Regions from separate parts of the Gossypium hirsutum genome. Here all the other regions are linked to region 2. Evidence: chromatin contacts called from public Hi-C data. All regions are on one chromosome and are shown on one strand. The core of a region is the stretch at or near the end of the contact, and the rest is flanking DNA. Distances in the headings are between cores, read along the strand shown.

The links. A called contact is a pair of places that touch in the nucleus more often than the background predicts.
Region 1: a contact with region 2 is called in a Hi-C map of leaf, with 4 times the contacts expected there. The contact joins the promoter of LOC107951483 here to the promoter of LOC107952035 in region 2. A contact is called at or near these places in 2 of 34 Hi-C or Micro-C datasets (both in leaf).
Region 3: a Hi-C map of leaf shows a contact between it and region 2, with 1.9 times the contacts expected there. The contact joins the promoter of LOC107951486 here to the promoter of LOC107952035 in region 2. A contact is called at or near these places in 2 of 34 Hi-C or Micro-C datasets (hypocotyl and leaf).

What each region holds. Positions count from the first base shown.
Region 1 is chrA02:13,976,625-13,981,208 of Gossypium_hirsutum_v2.1, forward strand. LOC107951483 (SWI/SNF complex subunit SWI3C) reads right to left here and starts at 3,144. Exons shown (of 7, transcript XM_016886546.2): 1 at 2,820-3,144; 2 at 2,190-2,684; 3 at 924-1,459. The coding sequence starts at 2,838.
Region 2 is chrA02:14,306,738-14,311,713 of Gossypium_hirsutum_v2.1, forward strand. LOC107952035 (aldehyde dehydrogenase family 3 member H1) reads right to left here and starts at 1,889. Exons shown (of 10, transcript XM_016887275.2): 1 at 1,390-1,889. The coding sequence starts at 1,614.
Region 3 is chrA02:13,921,300-13,926,267 of Gossypium_hirsutum_v2.1, forward strand. LOC107951486 (TAF5-like RNA polymerase II p300/CBP-associated factor-associated factor 65 kDa subunit 5L) reads right to left here and starts at 2,303. Exons shown (of 6, transcript XM_016886552.2): 1 at 752-2,303; 2 at 142-197. The coding sequence starts at 2,303. It overlaps LOC107951487, which reads left to right and starts at 3,408. Exons shown (of 2, transcript XM_016886553.2): 1 at 3,408-3,906; 2 at 3,985-4,505. The coding sequence starts at 3,408. The coding sequence ends at 4,271.

The DNA.
Region 1 (4,584 bases), core at 1,894-4,393, 330 kb before region 2:
TCTGACACCAGACCAATGTTCACCTCATGATTCAATTCTCAGAATACTTTTAAGCAAGTAACCATTCTAACTAATTTGTATGATTTGTCTGGCTTACTTTTTTATGCCTTGTAGCCACCATAAATTATTAAATCCAAAAATATACCGAGAAGTAACCTAAGCTACTCACTGAAAGAGTATATATGATCAGAAACCAAATCAAATCAAGTCAAACCAAACACTAAAACTCATCTTTGTAAACCACATCCTATGGTGAACAAGTCAAATCAAGTCAAACCAAACACTAAAACTCATCTTTGTAAACCACATCCTATGGTGAACAAGAATTAGTTACCATAAACAAGTGCTTACTTCTAGCAAGAAACTTCATTGTCTACAAGTAAAGATAGAAATCTATAGTAGTTCATTTCTTGACCACCAAAACCAAATAGAAATTACCTAACATGGACTTCCAGGGACTTCCATTTTGTATAGATGAAAGAAACGGTAATAAATATCATATATGACAAACATTTTGGAAAAGTACACCAGGTCCTAGTGTTCCTAACATTATGGAACTGCCAGATGAATGACCAGATAAAAGTGTTTGAGCTCCAAACTCAAAGGTGGCATGACCTAGGAGTGACTCTGCTGATATAGCGAAAGCTGCCAAAATCCTAAGCGAAATGGATTTTCTCTAACAATTTCAAGAATGGTATTATTCTTCCCCAAAAAACAAAGGGAAAAACTACTAATAAATATTGCACAAACCATCCCTTCATACATGGTATGCAGTTCATTAAATTATATTTCTGCAGTTCATTAAATTTTCAAGGTAAAATTTGTACATATGGAGCAAGGAATTGGTCAGATGAACATCAGAAAGAACTATCAAGGCTTACCATGAAAAATATAAATATTAAGATGGCCATAAAGTCACATACCTCCTTTTGTGACTGATAATATGAGGTGGGAATAGGCTGAGAACAAGAACTACAATAGTTTTCAGATAAGCGCTCTCGTATTCTGTTGTCCAAGTCAGAGACATCGTTATCATGACATGACAATGGGGAATAAACATCTGCTGCCTTAAGCCTACATTTCGGCTTTTCAAATTTGATCAAACTATCAATAGACTTTAAAGCAGCTGATGGCACATGAACCTCACCATTTGATTCCTCCCTTAAGTAGGATCCAACTTTCCATGGCTCATGACTTGGTGCAGCTGCACAATAATTGATGATTCCCCAGTGATCAAGAAACCGAAAAATCCGAGTTAAATCCTCATTATTGATACCATTTACCAACCCCTGACAATCAGAAACTGTAATTCTCTTCCCAGGATTATCCATGTATTTGACAACTATTTGGTTTCTACATTCAATATATCTTTCTGGCGTGTGTTCAGGTGACTTCCCAGAGAAGAAAAGTGGCACAACTTGTCTTTCTAGACGATGCACTGTGGCTGGTGAAAACCACTCTGCTTGCAAGGAAACCCACAAACACAACCAATTATTAATACACGAATAAGAAGATTTTAGTTCACAAAGAGAGAGGGTGCAACATAAGCTTGGAGTTTATAATGCATATTTCTTCTACTAATGCTAGACATGACATGACATGACATGACACGACACACATATCATGTAAATAAAACCAACCCAAGTTTAAATTGCTTAACTTTTGTTTTAATTTAGATTACATCTCCTGTCTGAGCTAGATCAAGATTCAAGACATTTCTTAGAGTCCAATCAAAAGAAGGTCTAGTCTAGATACTAATCAACTCACATAAAAAAAACGATTATAAAGTTCCCCAGTCAAATACAAAAAGGAACTTAAATTATATACTTTCTCAAAAGACTTTTCCAACAGTGCATCTTAAATTCAAGCTGATAAAGAAAGAACTTTTTTTTTTTGAAAGGTACAAAGAAAGAACATTCACCAAATATTAGCAGCTTGCGTTCACTACGAGAAACAGACGAAAGTCAAACCTTTGAAACTCTTCAATCCTACATCTTAATACCACTTACAGTCAATTAATATAAATAAGCTCCATCTATTTATACCCTTGATTTATAGGAAATTTGTTGAAATTAAACCCCCTAAACTTGTTTCCAGATTATTCTTTCGGCTAGCCAAAGTCAGACTCAAAATTGAAACCAGGCAAAAGTTTAAAGCATGAAGATATTAAAGAGACAGCGGAACCGAACCTGAATGCATTGGCAGGACATGAACCGTACTCCCAAACCTCTTAACAACACCACGACCCTCCATTATAGGAGGAGGGGTGATCACATACTTCTCCGGATCAACAACGGGAGCTTCCGTAGAAACCGACTGTATCTGCCCGTGCGAAACATTCTCCAAAACCGCCAGCTCAACCTGCTGATGCACCTTACTATCCCCAATCAAACCCGCCCGTTCAGATGCCACGATCGCCATTACGGAACCGTGAGGACAGTTCACGGTTCTCTTCACCACGGGAGGGAACTCCGAGATGCGAAGTCCACCGCCGGCCAGGACCTCACTCTCGCTGGAGCCCGGTAAGGATGGATCCGTGGCGACACCGGCGGCATCGTCCCCGGAGTTGTCAAGGTCATCGTTGTTCTCTTCTTCATCGTCTTCCTCCGGAACCACATCCTTTTCTTCCAGCTGGTGCTTCAATCTTCGCTCTCGCTTCCGCCGCTTCCATCTACCTCGACCATCTATCCCAAAAAAAAAATTAAAAAAATTAATTCTAGGAAAAATGAAAAACGTAATTAGGGTAACTTAAATTTTATTATCATTGGATACGGAAAATGAGAAAATAATTAAAAGAAAAAAGAGGGACGAGAGATTGCCTGAAGAAGAAGCAGGCATTGGATTGAATTAGAAGTGAAAGGTGAAATTACAGAGAGGAAGTGTGTGAAATGGCGAAAGAATTTTGTGGGGTGGGGGATTAAAATTGCAGGGACGAGAAAGGTGTAGTAGTAGTAGTATATTAGCAGAAGGAGAAGGAGAAAGAGAAAGTGAATAGGGACTTTCCTTTTCTTTTCTTTTCTTTTCTCTTCTCTTTCTCTTCTTTGTTTTGGTTCTGCCCTCTGTTTCTTAACTTTTCCCCTCCCGCACTTCACCGTTTTTCCTTTGGGATCTTGGCGTGAGTAGGCTTAGTGGGCTCACTTGGTTACCCACCAACGTTTAGTCAATGTTATAAAAGTCAAATAGGTATCGAATCTCGACATACCATTGATTTTCGATTTAATCTTATATTTAGAGATTCATTTATTCCCCTGGTTTGGACTGATATATTGACAAGTTCTCAATTCAATTGAGTTCTAATAACATTGGGTTTCATCAATATTTTTTGAATTGATCTAACCGGTCAAGGTACAAGTCCAATGAAAAGTAAAAAAATCTATTGATTAGTGAACCTAGCTAAAACCGGTTTTTATAAACTTTTTAATTATTTTTAAAAATCATATATGTCATAGAAACACAATTAAATATGAAAATTTTAAGTTTAGATATAGTTGGTTGAGTTACACGAGTCACAAATAACTGTCAAAGCATAAGTTACTCTCAATTAAAAATATTTTTTATCGACTGGATAAGATACTTTGAATTCAATAGAAAGAGCTAATTGTTATGCTCCATAGAGATCACTTATAAAAAATCTAGGATTTTCATAAAGTTAATTTGATGTGGTCACTAGGATGACACTACGATGCGGCTTTGGTCTGACAGTTGAATACAACAATTAGGTCTTCCTAGAGATTCATGTGATCATAAATTTCCGGACCAATTACAAAGTGTCACGTATCAAGCTGAAGTTATTGTAAGTCGAGCCAAACTTATCATGGTGAAAATTTGATGACATCATAATTATTTTTCTCTAATTAGTTTAAGTTAATTAATAGATAAATTTATCCCTAATTAAAAATAAAATAATTAAATGATAAAATTAAATTATTATTTCATCTTTAATCAATTAATAAGAGAAAAATAATAAATAAAAGACTTTAATTACTTGTAGAACTTTCTTTTATTCAAGTAATTAGTAGTATAAGAAGAGGTGGCCCCAAGCCATTATGCAAATTCACAAGTTCAAGAAGCCCAAAAGATCTCATCAAAATTATCTGAAGAAGTTGAAGAACTTGAAGAAATTTTGATGAACCTTCCAATCCAGTTCATATTTGGAGAAGAAGACAAAAGTCGTTTCTGAAAAAAGTTGTCTTTCGATCCAAATCAACTAAAGAAAAAAGGTCCAAACCTATTTCAAGAAGAAGTCAACATGACCCTTGAAGTAATCACATCCATCCAAGACCAAGTCTAGACAACTTTGGATTACAGCTAAATCAAAGAGAAGAATCAAATAAGTTTTCTTTGTAAAGAAATCCAGAGATTGTAACTTCTCTTTCAAAGTTATCAATAAATTTGACTTAGAAATTTCAAGTCAACTTTCAATTTAAAATTTGTGTGTATAGTTTGTTAATCAAAGATTTGGTGGATCCATAACATCGTTTCACTTAGAGAAGCTTATAATAGTTTGATGGAAGATCTTTGGGGTGAAAAAGAATGTAATGGAAGATTGTTTGGGAATGCTCTATACTTCAATGTATTCGGGTT
Region 2 (4,976 bases), core at 639-3,138:
GATGCATATAACTATCTTAAAGTAAACCACGCTAACCTCCACATTTAATCCAGAGACTGAATATATATAATTTAGGCATTTGGCTCAAATAATGTTTCTTTCAAACAAGTGGCAAACAACTGTGACTATAAACAGATGACAATTTTCAAAAACCTCCTTAAGTATTCATTGGCGATAATCAAAGTTCATTTAGCTTTCATGCCATTATTAAGTATCCCCACATTAATTAATCAAAACTACAATTATCCTCACAGCAGTAGTCTATCTCAGTCAAAGCTCCAATCACCAACTTATAATTATTCAAAATAACAGTAAATAGCAATACATCTCTCTATCTCTTTCTTTTTCCTAAATCCTGTCCACCTACTGATATACATTCCTGCATTGAAGTTTAACCGTTACTTATTATTCTTAATCCTGATCTCTACTAAATATGGGCAAGCGCAGGGACTATCTACCCCAAGCCCAGACATATTCCAAATAATTAATAATTTTGAAGAATCTTCACTGATAAAAGTATACTATAGAGGCTGAACAAAAAAACAAAAAGGGCCAAAAAAGAAAATATTTCTTACGATACTTACATCATGTGGCTGGAGATTTTAACCATGTGAGCAAGTTGGATTAGAAATAAATATTCGAGTTCTAGTAGTTTGGAACACTGCATATATCTAGCAATCATTTAAAGTCAGAAAACTGATCAACCGTTTTCAAGAAAAAGTTAACTGTTAGCATGCCATAAATGCTACTTGTGCCCATCAAGATTTCAATTCTGTCACGTATTTAAACACTTCTAAAACCTTTTCACACCAGCAACAATAGAGAGAGGATTCCTAAAACTTCCCAACTGTTCTCTTCATGTATTTCACGATTCTCGAGTTGGAGCTTGACACGAAACAGGGTCTCTCATAAAAATTTATAATATTAATACAAATGTATATCTAGACATGAAAAACTAAATAAACCCCCCAAACAGCACCGTTAGCTTTAAAGACAAAGTAGTTGAAGTTGTTTATCAGTAACCAAATAAAGCCATCAAATCTATTTTATGAATATTCTAATCTGGAGACTGGTCAATAATTAATAACAAAGTTTTAATAATTTAAAATTGAAATTCAGATTCATTCAGTAACCAAGTCCAACAGTAAAGTTTTTATGATTAGATATAATTAAATGCCAATCAAGAATTGTCCAGAGCTGACTTACAGCCGCCTATAGACTTTGTACTAAACAACTAATGCTACGTGAAATAACTTCATTGAATTCTACTTCTCATCCATTTTAAAATTTAATTAACTAAAAAACAAATCCAAAATCAATTTTTTTTTAAAAAGAAAGAATAACAGGAAAATAAAATTTCAAAATTAAAAAGAAATCAAAAGATTTGACCTCATAGATGGAGGATTCGAGTTCCGGCTTGGAAAGATCATCGTGAAGAGCAGCAACGATTTGCGGCTCCTTCTCTTCCATCATCTTCACCATGGCATTCAACTGAGTCAACCTCCATTCGTAGCTTTTAGTCTTTCCGGTTGCGAAGCTAGCTCTCAACTCCTTCACCAACTCCTTTGCCGACTCCGTACAAAAAACCGGCTTGTTCTCCACTTCGCTCGTCATTATCGTCCAAATAATCAATCAAATACGCTCCAACTATGAATCTTAAAAAAGGAACCGCAGAGAACAAGAAAACAAAATGAGGATTTTGAATTGATTGGACTCTGCCGGCGTTGATAATGATGATGTCTTACGTCACCTTTTCTTTTTCCTGCCAATATACTCAAAAACAACGAAACTGCGTATGATCGTAAATAGATCTATAGCACAAGAGCCCGTGACCCGGGCCATACCTCTGGCGTTTTCCTCAGCTGTGATCTATTAAGGTAAACCTTCACCTTCTGATGGGGGACCTATACAACCGATTAAAAAGATAAATTAATTTTTCTTTTTAACTTTGGACTTTTAGATTTAATTTTGAATTTAAAAATGTAAATAAATCATACCTGGAATGTTAAGTTGACGTGAATTTCAATATAGTTCTTGTCTTTATAAGAAAGCAAGATTTAAAAATATAAAAAAGAAAATTAATGGTAAATTCCATCTTTAGTTAAATAATTATTAGTGTATTTTTCTTTCGGTAACTAAGTTATAAAGACTTTCAATTTCACCGTTAATATTTAATATTTTCCATCTGGTTTTGTTCTGATGTAAAATGTTTTTGGATATGATGATATCATATTTCATAATTATTATAATAATATATTTAGTTTTCAATATTTACATATTTTAACAATTTAATTTTAATTTTAAATAAATATTACATTAAGCTAAAAAAAATTCAATTTCATCAATAATTATATCATATCATATCATATATTATATATTTTTTGAAGAAATATCATATATTATATTAAAAGGTCTTCAAAAATAATTTTATGTCGCGTGTTTAAAATGATGACAAGTCGATAGTGTCTTTATTGGACACGTAAGCATTTTATTTATAACACCCCAATATCCGACCCTATCGTCAGGCCTGAGTTACAAAGTGTTACATTTGTTGCCAGAGCAACTACAATCAATAACATCCAATTAATGTCAATATACCTTTAAATACAAGTAATTCATGCTAATTAAACAATGCATTATCATTTTCGGGCCTTAGACGAGCCTACAAAAGCTCTTTATTAACTCGAGATTGAAATGGATCAAATTGTAAATGATACAAAATTTTGAATTGATGTCGCGACTTTGGGGAGCTCCTCATCGGGACGTGACTTTCTGACTAGGGTTCGTTTGTAATACCCTATACTTGACCCGATTGCTGGGTTTGAGCTACAGTGTGCCACATTCGTTGCCGGAGCAACTACGATCAAATTAAATACAAATTCACGTCATCAAGCTATTATTCATAAGAATTATAAACAAACAATACAATAGAGAATCATTCTTGGGTCCTAAACGAGCTCACGAAAGCTTTTAATTTAACTCGAGATCAAATCAGGACTGAATTGTAAAATTTTTAAAATACGGGGTTGATGTCGTGACGTCATCATTACCATATCGTAACGTCACCAAACAATTTATCATGTCACAACGTCAGTCTCCGCGACGTCACTCACTGTTTGGCCTTGTTGAGACGACAGTGTTTCTCGTCTCAACGTGACATTATAAGCCATTTCTTGTCGCGACGACATGCATGTGATGTCACGATGTCACATACTATTTCTGCAATACCAACTCACAACTTGTGTTTTTAAGATACACCAATGCATATTCAATTTAACCTTATTATTTTCTTCTTTTTGACCAAATGTACAGTAAAAATAGGTTCCATAATAAGCCATAAAACTTTCAATTCATATCAACATCATGTTCTAACTACCTAATACTTCCAATCATCCATTCATTCTCACTAACTTACCTAGTATTCTTATTATTCTAGATGCAAACCTATACATATTCATTCTTCACTTTATAATTAAGCTGCCATTTCATGTATCATTCCCTAACAGCACCATAGCAAATCTAAATTGCATATCATGACATATGACATATAAACCATTTATTAAGTTCATTCATACATTTCATTCAAGGTACCATTACATATCTCATGCCTTAATCAGACTATGAGAATTCTAAGTTGTATACAGATAAAGGCATATACACATCAACCACATATATCATTTTTAAAACATCAAAATGCAATATTTAATTATAAATACTATTCTATCCCAACAAAACTTAACCTATTAGGTGCATGCCAACTATAAACATAAAAGATGCACAAACATTGCTAAGTCGGGTTTAAATTCTGGATGCTGAGAAGACCTTATCATGATCTACTATGAATCTAAGTTACTTACGCATAAAAAAAACAAAACCTTATGCTGAGCAAATCGCTTAATGGTAATTTTATGATTCAAGATATTGGATTACAAGTATAAGCTAATATGAATTTATTCAATTCAAAATCAAAGCATGAGTATTACTTTGAACAATTCCATACTTCAAATGCCAATTCAAAGCAATTATACCTATATTCATGTTAACATAGAATCCATTGTATATGTATATGCAAATTAATACAACATTTATCATCCAATTCATAAACAAACTAGTTTAATATTCAACCTCATCAATTAAGTAAATATATCCCTTTCATATTGATGTTTCAACTGTTTTTAAGCTTAATGGCTCTTTTATACATGCTCGGACCCCAGGGCTCATTTTCAAATCAAATGAAATAATATCACATTTCATAATTCCATCACATTTCATTACTTTACCCGTTTAACAATTCTTGTGTTTATAACCCCATTAACTTGACACGGGCTCGGTATGGATAGACAGATCCATTACCCCGGTTGCTTGGCAACAATGACGTTATAATGATATATAATATCATTTCAGATTGCCCGACAACAATGGTTTCCTCAACTAAAGAAATTTGTCACCCCAGGTTGCCCAGTAACAATGACTCAATGTATAATGTCTATCACCTCAGATTGCCCGACAACGATGGCTTTACTCAATACTTTGATCCTATGGCATGCCAACTATATTCGACATAGTCCGAATAGCTAATAGGGTAATCAAATTTCAAATTTCATATACAATTCCATTTATGCTTTATCATACAACATTCATTAACAATTCATCAGTTTAATACATAATTTATCATGTTCCAACAAAATCTCATATCAATTGCATATATCCAATAAGTCACGAAATTCTCTATTCTAGTCAATTTAGTCCCTGTTTCAATATTCGATCTGAATCGCATCATTTTAGTTCAAGAAGTCATCGATACTCACATCCAACTCTTTATAATGAAGAATGATATAAATATGTAGCAATTAAAAGATTCTCGAATCATAGAATTACAAATCGAAAATTCCAAGCTACTCGTTGACAACTTTGGATTTTCCTTTCCCTTTCGACGAATCCGGGTCGACGTTAACTACGATTAATATAAACACATA
Region 3 (4,968 bases), core at 1,053-3,552, 390 kb before region 2:
AATAGATGCGGGAAGAAACTGATTCAAAATGAGCCAATATTCCAAACTAAATTACTCATGGAACAGTTACGCTTGCAGAGTATGATTGAATTTAAATCATAATACACCCACTTGAATAAATGATAATTTAGGAGAGCATACCTGCAGGGACCATACTTTGACTGATTTATCGAAGGAGGAGCTAAACAGATAACCCCCTAGAACAGCAAAAAGAAAATATGAATACATCTCCTAAATTTACCTAAGATTCATGAAATCATTTAAAACCATATATGTCAAGAAGAAGATCCAGCATACCATTAACATCGAAAAGGAAAAGAGAAGGGTAAAACAACATTGTTTAACCGGATATGAGGCAGCTTAAGATTCGAAGAATCATGGTCCAGGATCATGTGACACGCAATTGTGTAATGGAAGAAACTCTGTTTCAATGATCGAAATGCAAATCACCAAAGCCCTCCCACCCAGGCCTCAAAACAGCCACCTTATTAACAAAAGGAATCCTTGTAACGTGGATAATGACTATACTAGGACTAGCACCATGCAACAGCGAATGCTAAGTTAAATTTTTTTATTGCATTTTATAGAAGTGGCAGCAAACTACCAAATATTCACAGGCCTTATGCTTGTAAAGTTCCTAAATACAAAAGCCATAACAAGGTATCGACTACTAAGAACCCTTTCCACCAATTAGCAGTCAGCAGTATCAAAATTGAAACAGCATATGTTAAAGACAGATAAGAAACTATACCTCCTACAGCTAATCCAGTAACACAATCAAGATGGCCTTGCAAATCTTTCCATTTAATTCTGCCCTCTGTAAGACCATTAACCATGTCTGTTGCACCATTTGCTTCTTTTCCTGGTAACTCATATTTTTCCTGTGTTTCGGTTCTTTCCCTGGACAACAGACACAATTTCCCAACAACCATACATCGACCTCCATTCTCATCATAACTTGCACCATCCAATTTCACCATTTTATCAAACTGAGGTTTAATAACTAGCTCCCTAATACATTTCCACACATCTCCCGCTAGTGAACGATTCTCGGGATCAAGATCCAAGCATTTACATAGAATCTGCTGCAAAGATGCACATTCGGCACCAAATTTAGTTCCCAATAAAGAACTCACTTTCTCCATCAAACTTGTATAGACACTTGAACAATCTATTTCACTATTTTCACTTCCTTTCACAATAATATGGCACATATATTCAACCCATTCATCACTAAAGACATCCTCATTGACAATCCTAAGAAGAATACAACTTAACAACCAAGCATCCGAGCTATATCTTATTGGATATTTCAAGCTACAACACTCTACCCCAATACCCTCTTTCTCTAACAGCTTAAGCAACACCTCAGGGCTAATAAACACATCCCTTTTCAACAAATCTTTAAACAACATACCGATTTCTCCATCACCAATCTTGTTCCCACTAAATCCAACATTTGCAACAATATCTTGAATTCCCCTTCCAGTCAATAACACCTCATTCAAATCAAGATATATATGCCCAAAATCATCCAATTGAAAGCAAGAAAAGCTCAAGCAACCAGCAATCAACCCTTCTTTATGTAAAGAAATGACTGCCTCACACATTTCCATACCCATCAGTGCAAAATTAAAAACCCCTTCTTTCTCAAAACACCCCAAGTCCTTATCCAAAAAGTTCCCCCATTTTTGCTTCTCACTCACTAAATACAGAACCCCATCCCCAAGATCACCCCACAGACCCAAAACTCTACAAATTCTACAATTTTGCTTAGTAAAAGCTCTTAAAACTAAACCCAAGTCCTCTCTTTCCTCTTCTTTCATTTCACGCAAACAATCCATAACTCTCACGAGATATCCAGCCTTAAACAAAGAACCATCCTCCTCGCCACTTGAAAAAGACCCAACAGGCAAAAGGCTCACTTGGTCTCTCTCAACGGTATCGTCACGGAGAAGGTAGCTTTTCCAGTTGGAATAAAACTCGTCGGACCAAGAACGAGGGAGGAAAGGGAGATTGGAGACATTTTTGGATTTGTTGACGGGTTTTCGGGGATTTTCAGAGCCGCCGGGGATTAGTCTAAGGAGGTCGATGTTTTTGGGGAGAGTCGTGGGGCCCTCCGGTGGGTACTTGACGAGCACCGTACACGCGGGGCATCGGATTGCTCCCGGGAGTTTCTTAGGGAGGTTTAATAGGCATGACTCGCACACCGTGTGGCCACACGCGAGCACACGCGGGATCGTGCACGCGCCGTCGTACGGTTGCAAACAGACTGGACATTCCGGTAAGTCCTGCGACTCCATCGCCGCCGGGCAGAGAAAAAAGAAAGAAGTTTCGTCTTCTTAAAAAGCTGTACCCTCCCAAAAAACACGTCGTTTCACTTTGACCAAAATCTACCTTCTGACATTTTTACCCTTACAGTTTCCAAATAATACCAAAATCACTCTCCTTTACCAGCAGTTCGTTTTCTCTGAATACATCTTTCTCTGAAATTTGACGTATCGATATCGCAACGGAGAGGGACCGGCGGCGTACGGCGGCGCATTGAGGGTTTAAAGAGCATGGCAGGATCAAGAAATTCAATGCTCTATTCGTTTCTTCTATTTACCGTCATTCTTTCACTCCAAATGATGTATCGAGGAAAATTAGCGTCCTCAGAACTGTTCACCATTCTAGGTGGATTCATCAGCTCATTCTTGTTTCTCGTGTCACTAACAGTGAGTCCTAGAAGTCCCGAATTGGATCCTTTTTCTTATAAATTCATCGCCTGGATTCGCAATCCACTGTTTTATACGATGCATTTGCCATTGTTTAAAGCTCCGACAGAAGTCTGAAAATCTGACGTTATTCGAGTTTGAGACATATATAACATGATTAAGCATGATAAGATCTTTTTCCCTTGGTTATTTCAGTTCATTGGGAATTTCCAGTAAGCATTTGGGATGAGAACTGGCTGGGGAGCTGGTGAGTATACATAGCTACTTTCGTTTTTTGCCTTTTTAATTATTTATGATGAGATTTTATTCAGAAAGGTTAGGAGGATGAAGAAAGATGCTACAGATCACAATAAAAAAACACGAACACAATATGTTTAAGAAATATGCAAATTGAGTAATAGACATGACCGCATGAGAAGTTCAATGCATATTTAAACATGTTAGCATATGCATACCATTCTGCTCAATCTAAAGCATTTATCACAATTTATGTTTTGCTGGAAAACGCTTACGACAGTTGTAAGTAAAATATTTTCAGAATGCATTTTCAGTTAAGTTACCTGAAAATACCTCCAGGTGAAAGTGTTTTCCCTAACAGTAAGGTGCTACTTTCTTCAATGGCTATTTAATTAGTAATATATATATAACTATGTTTGAATGGATGTCATATGAGGATCCGACAATTTAAGAATGCATCCCATCGAAATTTTTGGTGAATCCAACATCTGGCACGTGAAGGTGTCATTGGTAGTGAACACTACTGTAGAGATGTACGAGTCGGATAAAGTGTTGCAGCAATTCGAGTTCAGGCAACAAATTTCAGTGGCACCTCAAGACCTCGATGATCTACATCCTATCGACTTGCAAGGGAGGATAGATGAGAATAGGTTGATATTCCACGCACAATATATCAACATGTGGAACAATATGTACGAGTTTTTACCTACTAGCGAGGTCATTGTCGTTCCAGAGCTAGCCTACGATCCGAAGTACATACAATGGTTTAGGGTTTATGGCAAGTTATACTTGTTAGGGGAAGAGGCGAGGAGTCGACAACCACATACGAGGAGGTCACGACAGGCGCCTATACATCCAGGGTCTAGCGAGGTGGGTCCGTTGTCAGCACCTACACAAGAACCAACACCGATAACCGCACCACCCCTAAGTCAGTTTGTCTCGTCTTATTCTGGTGCGTATACTAACCCTGTCATTTTCACACAAGCATTATATATTTCTCCACATTTTTCTACTTTTACTTCGATGCTAGGTTTTGTTTTTGGACCTTTATCCCTGGTGTATTACATGCTGATGCCATCGATATTTTCGACAACGACGACGTATGGGCCATCTATGATTCGGGCACCGACCGAGAGTCCAATTGCTATGTCATCGATGTATGGGACACAATATAGTTATACCTCTATTCCGATGGTGCCTCAAACACCTCCAGGATCATTGTTCTACCAAGGTGGATCATTTTCCCAACCACATATTCCTAGACAGGAGGATGCACGGGTAACCGAGGAGCAATCAGTCGCAATCAACCACAAATGAAGGTGAAGAAGATGAGAGGCCAAGACCACAACCTATACCGGAGGTCGAACCAAGAAGGAATCCGTCTCGCAACCGCTGGTTAACCCGATGTAACACATATTCTAATCGGGGATTAGATTGATTTACTTTATTATTGTACTTCTTATGTTCACATTGAAATAAATATCAAACGTTTTTATTGTATCGATTTTGTACATTATTATGTTTTTAAATCAATATCATTTTTTCATTAAAGTTGGTCTTTATTATCATTTCATAATATTAAATCAAGACTGTACATGAATAATGGAAGAAAGTTGTATAATTTATTGATTTGTATTGTATGACAAAAGCGCGTGTTTAATATTTCAACAAAATTGATGTTAATGATGTGTTATGCTTGTATCATCACTTCGATGTGGACATAATGGTATTGTATGGCCCAGGTTCCTACACCACCTGCATAATCTCGGTTGGTTTGACTTCTCATGAATATTCATGTTGTCACGTATTTGAGTCAACGTCGGTCGACTTTTTGGTTTACAATGCAATGATCTATTGGGTAACAACTTAAATGAAGCACTCGATACAAGCTACCACTTATATTCATCTAAGACATGTGAGAATACATTTCTTCTATTTACCGTAATTCTTTCATTTTGACCTCTCGAACAAGAACATATGTCGACGCCCAAGAGCCTTTATCTATCCTTGAAAA